Linked DNA regions of Mus musculus: region 2 is linked to region 1. A link is a contact called in public promoter capture Hi-C data. All regions are on one chromosome and are shown on one strand. The core of a region is the stretch at or near the end of the contact, and the rest is flanking DNA. Distances in the headings are between cores, read along the strand shown.

Evidence for each region. Promoter capture Hi-C pulls out the DNA fragments that hold promoters and counts their contacts.
Region 2: a promoter capture Hi-C map of hippocampal neurons shows a contact between it and region 1, with 5 times the contacts expected there. The contact joins the enhancer-like site here to the promoter of Fignl1 in region 1. A contact is called at or near these places in 14 of 39 promoter capture datasets (the 3T3-L1 cell line, 3T3-L1-derived adipocytes, the SN4741 cell line and 8 more), 1 of 15 datasets of contacts at CTCF or cohesin (the NIH/3T3 cell line), 35 of 484 Hi-C or Micro-C datasets (the AML12 cell line, the C3H10T1/2 cell line, MC3T3-E1-derived osteoblasts and 26 more), 4 of 115 datasets of contacts at active chromatin or transcription factors (embryonic basal ganglia, embryonic forebrain and embryonic stem cells) and 2 of 9 other capture datasets (adipose tissue and liver).

The regions. Positions count from the first base shown.
Region 1 is chr11:11,807,327-11,811,015 of GRCm38.p6, reverse strand. Fignl1 (fidgetin-like 1) reads left to right here and starts at 2,054. Exons shown (of 3, transcript NM_021891.3): 1 at 2,054-2,121.
Region 2 is chr11:12,373,096-12,376,784 of GRCm38.p6, reverse strand. It overlaps Cobl (cordon-bleu WH2 repeat), which reads left to right. Exons shown (of 15, transcript NM_172496.3): 4 at 747-975. Among named protein-coding and RNA genes, the nearest start is that of Gm30596, 9.6 kb to the left of the region's middle. Within about 2 kb of position 1,569, at least 20 of the 459 cell types and tissues checked have an H3K27ac peak or open chromatin away from gene starts, as enhancers often do. A contact at or near this core is called in the AML12 cell line and beige adipocytes, where this site is marked.

The sequences.
Region 1 (3,689 bases), core at 805-3,304:
TGGATTTCAGGATCCAACTGTACTCGGGGAATCTCAGAAAAAGAGACAGATTTAATTTTGTCCCATCTTCTTTCCTATCTCTACAACAGCCCACTTCTCACATTGCTTACAAACATAGTTTTTTTTTTTCTTCCCTGAGACAGGGTTTCCCTGGCTGTCCTGGAACTCACTTTGTAGACCTCTGGCCTCGAACTCAGAAATCTGCCTGCCTCTGCCTCCCGAGTGCTGGGATTAAAGGCGTGTGCCACCATGCCCGGCCAAACACAGTTTTATAAACACTTATTATTGTGTGTTTGTGGGGAAAGGACATGTGCCTAGAAGTCAAAGGACAACTGTGTGGAGTTGTTTTGAATCCTTCCACTTTTTCGTGGGTTCTGGAAGCCACACTAAGGCCACCAAGGTTGCACAGGAAATAAATACCTTTACCTGAGACATCTTGCTAGCTTACAAACACAATTTTTCTGGCAGAGGATGCATATTATTTGGGATCATTTTATTTTCTCTGATCAAAACAAATTAGCCAGCTGAACTGTAACAAGCATTGTCTGAGATTATGGTTATAAACTCATAAATACATAAACAAGAAGAAGCTCTCCCACCAAGGACCAGTTCTGTCTGCTTAGGTGGCAATTTCTTTCTTGCAGGTCCAATAACTTCTGACCATGAAAATAGAGTCTATCAAAAGCAGTTTGTGTTCTCGGTCAGCAAGTTTACTACTTGCATAGCTTAAGCCTTAAACTCTTCCACAGTAGACACTGGGTTGTGAGCCTAACAAAGCCAATTTAAAAAAGACGGACGCCAGAGAATAATGTTGCTTTTTGCAGGATTCCTGGTCTTATAAAAAAATAATTAAAACAAAACAAAACCCAGACTCAGTAGGAAACCGAAAGGCAATTTTGAATTTAGGGGAAAAATAAGACAAGCTAGACATGTTGGCAGCCTCTGGAGGAGGCAGACGGATAAGGGGAAAAGAGACCATGCTTTTGGAGTTAAAGGTCAGAAAGGCAGGCAGGCTCAACAATGCAGGCCTGGGAATGGCTGCATGGGTAAGGAAGGTCTTCAGCCTGATTAAAAATGCCCAGAGCCGTAGAGCAAGCAGGGTTAGGAGTGTTGGTCAGTATTTGAAGGAGATAGGATGAATAAAAGAAAAGTACAGTTTTCCCAGTGAAAACAGGCAGGCTTAGCGATGAGGGTTGTAGACAAAGAAACCAAAAAAAAAAAAAAAAAAACCACCCAACAACCCAGCACAGCCCCCCTCCTCTCCCCTCTCTGACAATCAGCTCCCGACTGCTTGGAGCCTGACCCAATGGCTTGTTATGCCTATACAAACAATTAAGAACCTAACCCTTGGTGACCTCTCCCCAAATTGCAAGCCGTCTTGGTTGGTAATAGAGAGGTGGGGGTGGGGTGAGGTGGGGCCCAAAGCTATGAGGGGAAAGTTCCCTCGGTGACTCCAGGACTGTCCATGTTTTAGCTACCTACGATTAGTTTTTTTAAAAAAAAAAAAAAAAAAAAGCTCTTCAGTTCTTACTGGACCCCTGCCAGCTACTACTTCGGTAATCTCGGTATTCCGTCTAATGCTGGCTGTAGCCTTTGCTAAACCTTCCTGTATTCGAGTCTCACTATTTGATAGCTGCTGCTGAACTGGTTAAGGCCGGAGGGCGCCGGGGCGGGCAGGCTCTGGAGTGGCGGCCCGGAGGCTACACCTCCCCTTCCCCCTCCCGGGCCGCTTTCGCCCTCCCAGGGGACTCGTGCTCTCTACACTCCTGAGCTTTCTTTCCTCTCTCACTGCCTCTGCCTAGGTGCCTTTGCAGCACCTAGCTCGGCAAAAAGAACATATTAAGGCTGCAGTGAACGGGAAGCCAAGGGTTTGCTTAGATTTATCGCCACCGCGCGGGCTAAATCTCCCTCATAGAGCGCGGGCCGGAAACCCAAATTCCCGCGTTAAGGCCTGGGCGGTGACCTCAGGCCTTCCGAGACTCCGCCCTCACGCTGCGTGCAGCGCGCGCTCAGCCGCCCTTACTCTACACGCATGCGCAACGCGGGCCGAGCCGTCACTTCGCGCAGGCGCACTTCGAAAGGCGCGCTTTTCGGTGGCTGCGGTCCCGGCAGGGAGCACAGGTGGGCCCCGGTAGGCTGCTGTTCGCCGCTAAGCCGGCGGGCGGAGGCTGTGGTTGCCATGCCGGGTGTACTTTGGTTTTGTTTTCTTCTGTCCGTTCTTGGCCTCGGGTTGTCGGAGAGGGTGGCCTTGGGAAGCCCGCGGCCAGACGGCGGCTGGGGCTGAGGGACGCCGTTGGGCGTGACGGTTTGGGGTCAGTCAGCCACAGCTACCCCCCGCTAGGACTGCTGGGAATGCTGTAGCTGGTTTGCCACCTAAATGTACTCATTTTGAGTTTCGTGCTTTCGGCAATACTAACACAGGTGAATTTTCTCCGAAAATCAGAAATGCTCCAGCATCTGAACTTGACGCCTAAAATAACATCCTCATCATGAAACTTTTTTTTTTTTTTTAAATTCATTCCTGCTCAGAAAATAGTATCTACAGTTAACCGTCTGGTTATGTAGCTAATGTATATTTTAAGTATACGTGAGTTGTATTTAGAATGGAGTCCCCTACCTGATGTATGTGTCAATACCTAGAAATCAGACACACTCCTGACCCCGAGCAGTTGGACTAAAGATACTTTTCAGTTGTGATAACTGGTTCCAGGCCATACGCAGTCGCTACGGCCTGAGGGGGGAACCTTCCAAAGGGAAGAAATAATAATTCATAATCTATCATATTTCTAAGTTCTGGGGACCCTATAATGCAACAACCTGTCAGCTAAATAATGGTGCACGCTGTTTCTCCCCAGGTGACGACATAGCTTAAGAGATATTCTCAGAGTCACTGCTGAAAGAACAGATTATGTATTCAGAATTCAGGGCCTGGGAAATGGCTTAGTGGGTCAAAGCTGCCGAACCTGAGGACCTGAATCCCTAAGAACTGTCCTGGTAAAAAGAGAAAATTCAGTTCCTGCAAGTTGCTCTCAGACTTCCCCAATTTATTACAATTAATTAAAACTTTTATGTCCAGTGTCTAAAGCTAGGTCTTACAGCTTCAGATCCTGTGTTCTAAATTCCTATGCTACTTTGCCACTAGTAAACTAGAGTTCTGTAAAGTTCAAAAATGATGTCTGGAATATAGTAGGCCCTCCAGTTTTTAATCATTTTAGTGGATACCATGAACTACGTACTAAAGAAAATCTAAATACAATGAGAAGTAGTTCTTGTTTGCAGAAGCTTCCTGTCTAGTTTGAATGACCAAAACATTCTTAATCAGAAAATTAACAAAGTAAAGAAAATTGAAATGTAACTCGGTTGCCCATACTTTATAGATTTCTATCAAGCACAAAGGTTAAAATGACTTAGAAGTGTTAGATAATACGGTCAGTACTTGTGTCATTGAGCAACAGACTGTTTTGGGTTGTATGTAGTTGTGGGATATGACTGACTGGAAAGGAAGGAAAACTTGGTCGATAACTTCTAAATACAAAGATGGTGGTGGAAGAGGACAGTTTTTGGAGAATGACTAGAATAGGTGATTTTAGGTGATAGACTGAAATGAAGCTATAAAGATAATTATAATCATTGCGAACCTTTGTGGAGGATATTTTCCAAGTTACTTCTCCTTCAGGTTCTTTTTTTTT
Region 2 (3,689 bases), core at 320-2,819, 570 kb before region 1:
TGTACCCTGTGGAGAATAGTGAGGGTGAATTGGAGTAGTCTGCATGAAGCTTTGACTCCTACAATGTTTTGATGGGCCACTTAGACTCACTATAGGTACTTATAATCAGCAAATTTAGAGAAATTGTTTTTCTTTCTGATTATTATGTCTGGTATTTGAGAAAAATTAAATGCATTTCTGGCTTAGTATAAAAAATGTATAGTGCATTTGTACGCATATATTTGTATTCACACATATGTCTGTGTATATATGTTATATGTACTTATAAAGTCTTTATAAACATATATTCATATATACACCCATATATTCATGTAATGTTTTGACTTCTTAAGCAAGCAGTTTTGTTTTACAAGATTTATTCTTAAAACTATTTCTATCATTTACAAACATCTTTCCTTTAGGAAAAAAATACAAATGATTTGTACCCAAGTTTAGGCAGACTCTGTGCAAGGCTGAACATTTAGACAGAATTTAAACTAAGATACCTCAACCATGCCAGTTTTTCCCTGTTGTTTAGCAGTTGCCAATTAACATGAGAGAGTCTAGCAAACATCTCATATTCTGTTCAGTTATTTTCCAGTATTCATTATGCTCTTTTTATTTTCCCCTGGACCCACCAACTTTGTGGAAGAAAGATCAGGGGCTGGAAGTATCCTGCCATACCCAATCCTAGAATTGAAACAGAAATTAAAACAATTGCAGGAAGATGCACTCATAGAATTCATATGTCTGGTGTGTTCTTGCAGAAATCTGTACGACTGGTAGTGAACTACCTGAGAACGCAGAAGGCTGTCGTGCGGGTGAGCCCTGAGGTGCCACTACAGAATATTCTGCCAGTCATCTGTGCGAAGTGTGAGGTCAACCCAGAACACGTGATTCTGCTCAGAGACAATGTTGCCGGGGAGGAGCTGGAGCTGTCCAAGTCCCTGAATGAACTAGGGATCAAGGAGCTGTATGCGTGGGACAACAGAAGAGGTGAGACTTGCTACATCCTATATATACCCTGAAGAGCCACATGGTACGTGCCCTGATATGTATGTAGTACCTGGACATAAGATATGCACATAAAACCTGTATTCTGCCCCTGCAGCTGTCAGGAACACTATCTAGAGGTGGGCATGGGAAGCTTCAGGCACCTGGAGTTTTCTGCAGTGGTAAAGTAGGCAGAAGAGTCTAGGTTGTTGTCTTATCCTACAATGCTAAGTATGTCTCTTTCCTCCCATGTCTGCAATGCCTTTTACCTTCTGTCTTCCTCTGAGCTCTAAGAAGTAACAGCTAAGAAAAGAAATGGTAAGGAGAGAGAGTGCACCTTTTGCTGTTACTACTCAAAGACTACTTAGAACATTGTGTGAGCTTTGTTTCAGTTGTCCTTGCTCCCAGGGTTTAGCCACTGCGTGAATCTAGGATCACTTGCCAGAAGCACATTGACCGCCCTCTGAAAGCTCCCAATTCTGGAGATGAGTCCTGCAGACAAATTCTACACTAGTTTCCTGCTAGTGCTGTAGCTATGGTGTGTGTGCCTGTGGGGCTTTCCTGGACAATCATTAGTAGCACCCTTGAGTGGTGGCCCCTGAGAAATGGTGCTTCCTGCTAGTGCTGTACCTATGGTGTGTGTGCCTGTGGGGCTTTCCTGGACAGTCATTAGTAGCACCTTGAGTGGTGGCCCCTGAGAAATGGTGCTTCCTGCTAGTGCTGTACCTATGGTGTGTGTGCCTGTGGGGCTTTCCTGGACAGTCATTAGTAGCACCTTGAGTGGTGGCCCCTGAGAAATGGTGCTACAGGGCAGTGTATTTTTTATTTAGATTTTTCTGATTGGCATAGTGGTTTCAATTTTTAGTTAATAATCAGACAAAAACATAATTTATAGTCCTCGATTTTGTAGTTTTAAGATGGACTTTCAGATGTGCTGTGGAACTCTGCCCTTGTGACATAGCTGTGCTATCATGAACTTAGAGCAGCCATGCAGGGACCCTTCCAAGATCGGGCAGACTAACATGACTGCTATGTCATTTGTTATTACTCTCCAGATCAGCTGACTTTAAAAAATATCCAGTCGGTCTTTTATATGTTCTTTTATAGCCTTTAAGATACAGGTTTTTAGATAATTTCTTCTAAAAATGTGTTTTTCCTTCTTAACAAATATATTGTGAGAACAGTGGTCACGGCGTCTCTTATAGTCCAGTCCACACTTTACCTTTCTCAGCCCACGTCTTCCCTGGGGAATCTGTATTCACCCTCTCACCTGACATGGAAGAAAGGAAGTGTAAGGTAGATGGAAGAGCCTCCTTAAAAGAGGATCTGAGAGAATATTGCATCAAGTTCATTGCTGCCGATGCTGTGGTACTTGAGATTGAGTTCAGAGCCTCATGCTTGATCTCCCAACCAGTAGCTCTTAAAAACACCGACAGTGCTCTCAGCATCAGTGGCACAGGCCCAGCGGCTCCGAGTGTGTTTGGTTATGTTTAAATTTGGATTACAGAATATTTTAGAGAAAAAGAAACAAAAACTGTCCCACGTTAAGGAATCTGAGTGAAAGGCTTGCACACTGAGGCCTCTGTTACATACCACGCTTGGACAACAGAAGAACAGAAGTCCAAATGCATCCTGGAGAAGCCATACAAGCTGACCCTCTGTTAAGGAGAAGCCCCACTGCTCCCAGTTATCAGAGACATGGAAGCTGAAGCCTTCAGCAGGGCTACGACTCAGCATAGCTCTTACAATCTACTGGCACAAAGTGAGGCCAATTAGCATTTCAGCTCTTTACGTGAACTAGCTACTCCAAAGACCCTGAGTATACTACTCACTGCCATGACAGCCTATTTCCCTGCCCTGTGGTCGGCAGGCCCCAAGGCCAACTGTATGCCTTTTACCTGTAACATGCCTCTTTTGGTGACCTTGGTTACCAACCATCCTGCTCCATGTCTGTACTTATCCTGCTGACTACCAAATATCTAAGAGAGGAGAATCTTCCAGAGGGTGTCCTTGGGAACCCTTTTCTCTTCTGAAGATGATCAGCAGAACTGCTAGGGTGCGTGTGGGGTGCCCTTGAAAGAGGCTAGGGGGCAGGACTTAGCCTTTTCCTCATCTCTGCAGTTGATGGAGAAAGGGGAGATGGCAGCTAGAGGTTACTGTGCTGTTGGCCAAATGCCTCCACTGTCTGAACACCGAAGGCGCAGCTTGAAGAATTCCAAGGCTCTGCTGCCCTCTGTGCTCACAGCGAGCATAGCAGCCTGTTGCTGGGACTAAGAGACCAGGCCTGGAGGTACAGGCCAGCTCTGCGTATGCCCTTGTCTCTTTTGCGGGTGGTGTAACCTCACACTTGAGGCTGAGGGAGTAGTTAGTTAGATCTTTGGTTTGGGCTGCTGTAGACCTCCAAGTTGTTCTCATTTTCTCGTTGCCTGCCTTTTCCAGTTCTTCTGACCAAAACGCAGTCTGAGCCTTCCCTGAGCTGTCAAGGTACTGTGAGCTCACAGGCTGCACTCTGCATGGCTCCAGATGGGAGGGTGCACGGAAGTGATATGTCTGTCAGACCTCAAAGAAGAGTTTGGCTAGAGGCACTCTGGGGAGGGGAGAGGGCTTGCTGGGTTGATTTGAGGTTATGATTTAAGTTTTTATTTCCCTGGTTTTTTAAAGACAAGAATACCTTGTGTAAGAATTTGCTATGTAACTTTAATCCATAGAAATCGCTG